2 separate regions of the Hordeum vulgare genome follow, and region 1 is linked to region 2. The links are chromatin contacts, called in public Hi-C maps. All regions are on one chromosome and are shown on one strand. Each heading gives the region's core, a stretch centred on a gene start, on an enhancer-like site or on the middle of the called end of the contact. The rest is flanking DNA. Distances are from core to core; before and after follow the strand shown. Region 1 holds the start of LOC123451934 (probable glutathione S-transferase DHAR1, cytosolic). Region 2 holds the start of LOC123451547.

Evidence for each region. A called contact is a pair of places that touch in the nucleus more often than the background predicts.
Region 1: a contact with region 2 is called in a Hi-C map of seedling, with 2.2 times the contacts expected there. The contact joins the promoter of LOC123451934 here to the promoter of LOC123451547 in region 2. A contact is called at or near these places in 1 of 6 Hi-C or Micro-C datasets (seedling) and 1 of 1 datasets of contacts at active chromatin or transcription factors (embryo).

The regions. Positions count from the first base shown.
Region 1 is chr1H:19,817,434-19,820,734 of MorexV3_pseudomolecules_assembly, reverse strand. LOC123451934 (probable glutathione S-transferase DHAR1, cytosolic) reads right to left here and starts at 1,899. Exons shown (of 6, transcript XM_045128535.1): 1 at 1,522-1,899; 2 at 1,335-1,425. The coding sequence starts at 1,864.
Region 2 is chr1H:19,597,023-19,600,196 of MorexV3_pseudomolecules_assembly, reverse strand. It overlaps LOC123451547, which reads left to right and starts at 1,867. Exons shown (of 6, transcript XM_045128264.1): 1 at 1,867-1,996; 2 at 2,094-2,158; 3 at 2,485-2,574; 4 at 2,670-3,174. The coding sequence starts at 1,903.

The sequences.
Region 1 (3,301 bases), core at 650-3,149, 220 kb before region 2:
CTTGCAACCTAGATAAAATAAGGCTCTAATGCTGTCCAGTATCAATTCAAGGGCTTGTTGCATATCAAGCTATCCCAACATGCACATCTGCAAAGATAAGCCCCGGCCCCATATAAGAAATAGCAAAACAGAAGTGGTAGCTTCTCTCAGATTTCTTCAATGCCAATTAGATGCAAAATGTTTTATTTGTTTGACAGGGAAATCCTCTATTTACATGCTAAACTCCAAACAATGTGTCGGGTCGTGGTGCTAACCTATGATGCTGCCCTCATTGTTGCACAGTAATGTCTGTAACGCTTTGATGCCCAAGACATGCAACAGTTGGCAATTCATCTTCACACATTTGCCCCCAAAACAAAAATCAAGTCAAGCAATTTCCAATTCTTCCAAGCTTCTGCCTGGACAGTGCAAGTGCATTGGGTGAATCACCTTCAAGATGTAGTCCCCTAATCATACTCATAATTCATCCTATAAACTATATTCCTCTGAAGTGAGATTGAAATACTGAACCCCTTGTGCAGAAGCAAACAAAATACTATAGTTTTTGTCTAAAATTCTGAACCCCGTGTTCAGCAGTAACAAAATAGCACAAGCAAACAAAATAGTTTTCTCATTCTTGTTTATGAAAATTACCATAGAGATATTTAACTATGTCTCTTGTTTTTATCTGGATATATCTTAGGGTGACTTTCAGTTCTAGCACATTCTGCGTGGCACACCCAACCTAAGTCCAGGGCCACACATTCTGCACTAGATAGACCAAATCTGTCACATCACAGCAGGCATCTAAGGAACGCACAAAGCCTCGCCCACGGCGACCACGATAAAATGCCCAGTCCCGTGCTGTTCTGCTTCACCCAACGCGAACCAACTAGCACCGACTGAAGGCGGCAAATCGCTGTGGAATTGGGTCAAAACAAGTCGAAGAATTTCTACTTCTTTTTTCCATCGCAATGATTTACCCTTGCTGCGGAAGTAAACCAAGAGAGCTTCTGGTCCTTCTGTTTTTATTATCAAAATAATACTGAACCCCTTGCGCAGAAGAAAACCGAGAGAATTTCTAGCTCCTTTTTCACTGAATTTCTAGTCCCAACACAGTATCCGTGTACACCCAATTCGAGGGCCACATACTCTGCACCAGATAGACCAAATCTGTCACGCGTCACAGCAGGCATCTAAGCGACGCATAAGCCTCACCCACGGCGGCCATAGAAGAGGCTCAAAACATCAAGGAAACCAGACCAGTAACCCATCTATATATGAATTTTTTTTCCCGTCTGAGCCTGAAACTGAGATTCTGTTCTAGTGGGGAGGAGGGGGAGGGAGGGACGGACCAGTCGGGCTTGTTGCTGACGTCGATGAGCTTCATCTCGTAGGGCACCTTCTTCTCCTCCAGCGTGAGCAGCACCCTCTGCGAGAAGGGGCCTGCGCCCCCCAAAATCAAAAAAAAAAAAAAATCAGTCAGGGCTCCGCCGGCGAGTCGACCGGGCGACGAAGGTCGGACGGAAGGGGGGGACTCACAGTCGCCGAGCGTGTCGGGGTGGCCGACGGCGGCCTTGACGCAGACCTCGGTCATGTTGGCGTTGGCGGCGGAGGGAAGTCCGGTTAGCGCTACTAGCAGCAGTAGGGAGGCGGAGAGGGCGAGCGCGGTCGATCTGCGGCGAGGTCTGGGCGCGGTATTTATGAAGAGGGAGCGGAAGAAAGAGCTGGGATCGCCGGAGGCAGCGGCGCGCGGGGGGCGTGACCCTGGCGTGCGGGCCCGCGTGTCGGTGGTGGTGGACCGGGGTCTGGATGGTTCGGGAGCCGGGACCGGACCGGAGTACCGGACCGGCCCGGTCGGATTGAAGCACGGAAGGGCGAGCATGAATGAGGGGGGCTCACTGGATTCCCTTTTTTTTTCTGAAGGGGTGTACGTGGTAGATTACGTAAATATTTATTATTATATAGGCCGCGCGTGGACCGCGTGGAGCGCGATTTGGACGGGCCCCGCTGCTTTCGGCCGGTGGTGGTTAAAAAGCGCGGCAGGGGACAGGACCAGCCGGCCCGTTAAGAATGCGCAAGAGAACAAACGAGTGATCTTTACGCCAATTTTCGTGTTTTAACCTAAAGTCAAAAGGAAATACAGGTTTGACCTTCGTTTGAATTTTTTTTGCAAACCTGACCTCTTTACGTGACGCCAACGTCCTTGACGTCTGGTTTGCACTGGAGACATCAGGGACCCTGGCGTCTGGTGATGGCTCGATCGATCTGCCCCCGTTGACCAAATGACGTGGCAAAGGGGCCAGATGTCATTGGCCACGGCGTCTAGCCAGACCTTGCTCGGGTAGGTTAAGTAACTCCCTGGCCCGACCCACCAACCCACCCATCATCTTCCTCCACCCCCAGCCGCCAGAACTCATCTCTCTCTCTCTCTCGCCCCCTCTTCCCCTCACACCCTCCTCCCTTGATCTACTTCCTTCTTCACCAAAATCACTACATTGGATCCCCCAAAGCTTCGTTGAGGTAATCTATCCTAATCCCTTCATTTCTTTTTTGTTTCAACATCTTATTTTGATAGTATTTTTGAATATTATGTTATGTTTGATTAGTTGATTTGTTAGCATTTTTGTTGTATGTGTATTCAGTATCAATGAAACTTTGAAGGGTACTTTTCATTGTTGCAACCTATGCGTATCGTCTGTGTTATTATTTTATAGTTAAGCATTTTCATTCTTTTTCAGAGATAGGTGTTATTTTCTTCCAATTTGCAACGAGAAGCTTGCTTCACCAGCGACGAAAAAGGTTGCCTCACTAACCAATCAATGACCTAGCCATGGTTGTGATAGGACCCACACCAACCGTCCACCATATAGTGAGTGTGGTGGCACACACACCAACAGTCCACCACATAGTTTAGTTGGGTTCAGGACCCAGACGTCAAGGACCCTGGCGTCTGGTCATGTGGCCAAGACCAGACGCCAGGGTCCCTGGCGTCTGGGTGCGCACAACAGAAACCAGTAGGTTTGCACTAAATTTGACATATGAGACGCCAGGCAACGTGGCGTCTGGGTGCGCACAACAGACATCAGTAGGTTTGCACTAAATTTGACATCTGAGACGTCAGGGACCCTGGCGGCTGGCCCCTTCGTCACGTCATCTGGTCAACGGCAGGCTGATCGACTGGGCCTAGCCAGACGCCAGACACCCTGGCGTCTGGGTGCGCACAACAGACACCAGTAGGTTTGCACTAAATTGGACTTATGAGACGCCAGTTCCTGGCGTCTGGCCCCTTCGTCACGTCATCTGATCAACGGCAGGCTGA
Region 2 (3,174 bases), core at 618-3,117:
GTGCCTTTGAACATATTCCACACTTCCATCGTCAAGCTTGGCGAAACAAGGAGGCACTCTAATGGTTATTGTGAAAACATTGGGTGGCGGAGGCGTCCTACTCTGACAATAAGCAACAACGAGAAACACACTATGGAATTAGTGTGTTGTGTTTTACAATGAACGATAAAATGACCATGCGATACTTTGCTCTCTTGCTTGGGCTTGGTTGAAAACAAAGTCTCAAGGTCGAAGTTGTCTGCCAAAAACCCGCCACCCATCTCCGGTTCAGGCACCACCTAGCTCATCTTAAATTTGTGGTCTGCCATCAAGAATCAGCCGAACCACAATGAGGTCTCCAGCAACAAGCAACACTAAAATAGCAGTAAAAAAAAGCAATAACAACAATCATCACCATGCAACATTGGCAATGGCACACAAGTATCAGAAGTAGAGCCGACACACAAGCAGGACCTTGGGAAGCAGATGCACACAACAGCAGTTTGGGCATCACAGGCAACATCATCAACTCTGAACTGGGAGCAACGGCAACACACAAGCAACAAGAGCAACGCAAAACTAGCAACAACGTACGCGCGAGACCGAGCCCTAGGCATGTAACTCTAAGGGGACGGGGGAGAGGGGGCGAGAGAGAGGGCCTAACCTTCATGGCCTGGATCCAGCCACTGCCATTGAGGACCACCAGGATTGTCGGCATTGAGGGCCACCCAACGCAAGTTGTTGTCGCCACCTGCCGTCCCCTTGGTTCTTGTGGGCGAGAGGAAAGGGAATCAGAACGAGAGGGGTATTTTGGACATTTCTTGTGGGACCCATCCAACAGAGGGCGAAACAATAAAGTTTGATATAACCGGTGACAATGGATCAATTACAATATAACCGGTGGCAAATTGTCAAAGCCCAGAGGAAGGTGTGGCAAAAAAAACCCAAAAAACAGATGGGATGTAGAAAAAAAGATGCATGGTCGGTTGGACGCCTCAGCCCGGGCTGGTCTTTTCTTTAACCAAATGGCATGGTGCCCTAGCGCCGTCATACTAAAGCATGATGCCTTGGTAGGCCGGGCCGGGCCGAGCCTAAAAAAGTTCATGATACAAAACTCAGGCTCGAGCCCCGTCCGATTCGACCGTCGAACCTAGCTTCTAGGCCCAAGCCCGACCTCAGCCCAGCCCGGTCTAATAAACCCGACCCGACGTAGGGTAAAATCGGCTTTTCGCAGGTCCAAACCCGACCCGGCCCGACCATTGGGCTGAAAATCTAGGCCCGAACCCCACCCATGGGCAAGGTCGGGTTTCCCATGAACAGGGCTAGCTTTGTGTGTATGTGGTGGCACGGTCAGCTCCGGCCGCAACACCCTTGACACGGGCAATGGCACCCCGGGGATGAAAAGAAAGGGCCAAAGGGGCGATATTTTGGAATATTTTCAAACTCCCAAGTTTCCCCAAAAAAGTTGTGCTGTATTGTGGAAATCCGGAGAGCCGTGGATGCACTTCCGCGGCGTGTTGTGCAGCCTCGGGTGCTCCCTCGCTCTCGCGCATGCTCACTGTGCGCGAGACTCGACCAGACCAGACCAGGGTGTGGGGCCCTCGGGCCCACGGCCCTTTTCAAACCCGAACGCCCCACCGCCCTCCGCTCCCCAGCCTCCCGCCCACACCCACACCCTCCTCGCTCCCTGACACCGCGGTCCACCTCCTCCTCTGACCCACGCGCAGGGACGATAAGGGTACGTCCCCACGTCCTTCAAGTCCAGCCCACTCCGCTGTCCTCTCACCGCCCGCCCGGCCATGCCTATGCGGGGGACCCGCCTCCCCCTGCGACGGCCGCAGTTCAAATCCTCTTGAAAGCGAGAGAGAGAGAGAGAGAGAGTGAGAAGCCCGAAAAGTTGTCACACCGGAAAAGGGGGAGGCGATGCTGCGCGGCGGCGCCGGACCGCGTGGAGGAGGAGGATCTGCGGCGGCGAGGCCCCCTCGCTGCCCCCACCCCCGCCCCGCGCCGCGCCGAGGTGAGCAGCGCCGCCGCCTCATCCCGCACGGCTACTTTCTGCTCCCACCTTTTCTCCCCTCCGATTTGAATCCGCCTTCGTTGTCGCCGTTGCGCAGCGCGAGTGCCGGCCGCCGCGCCGGGGATGGAGGATCCGGTGGTGTCTTCCGTCGAGGAATCCTCTGTAAGCCTCGCCGCCCGTCTCGCCCCCCTTTTCCTCCTCCTCCTCCTGTCACCTCTGTCCCCCAGCTCTGTCTCTCTTTGACCTGCTGCTGCTGCTGCTGCTCTCCCTTGGTCTTTGCTAGATTCATTAGTGGAGCATCTCCCGAAATGCAGATTCAAACTCCTAGTCCGGAATTTTCAAAACTAAATAATTAACTAGTGAGCATGGTTCGTTCATTTTTTTTAATAATACTAGATTTGAATGGCGCTAGCCCCTGGTTGACCATTGCTGATATGCTTTGACCATGAGTCCTGATGCTTCCGTTGTTTCATCAACTTTTTAACCAGTTCACATTTGAGTTCAAGAGAGGGTCCAAGAGGGCGAGGAAGGCGATGCCGCTGTCAGAGGCGCACAGAGGCAAAGACAACTGGGGAGCGGTAAGGAGGATCTCTGTGTCCACAAGCTAGTGTGCATTCTGTATACATATTTCGTTGCTGAAGCTGTGGTGCTGTGCCTTTCCTCTGTTTCGCAGGCAGTCAACATCAGCAACCAAAGCATGGCTTCTGCAAAGCCACACTTGACGAAAGAGGGGCCGGAGGAGGTGGAGTTCACTCACTGCGCGCCCAGCATCGTCGCGAGGCTGATGGGCCTTGACACCGTGCCGAGGTCCAAGAAGGTTCTTGACCGGTGCCAGAGTGACATCCAGAGCAACCCGCGGCTCAAGTTGTCCGGACGAGCCGAGGAAGCGGCCCGGGTTTCGTGCGAGGATCGGCCATGCCGGAGCAGCGGCGATGAGCTGCCGGAGCTGAAGGACGTTTTCGAGGTGACCGAGGTGGAGAACATGGCGATGCGCAGGGCGTTGCAGTCACGCGACGAGAGGCCGCGCCCAAGAAGCGACGATGCCGATCTCGAGTTTGTCAGGCAGAAGTTCTTGGATGCCAAGCGCCTTTCCACCGACGAAGGCCGCCGGAATTCCAAGGAGTTTGGCGAGGCACTTGAGATACTCTACTCCAAGAAGGACGTTTTCCTTGAAATCC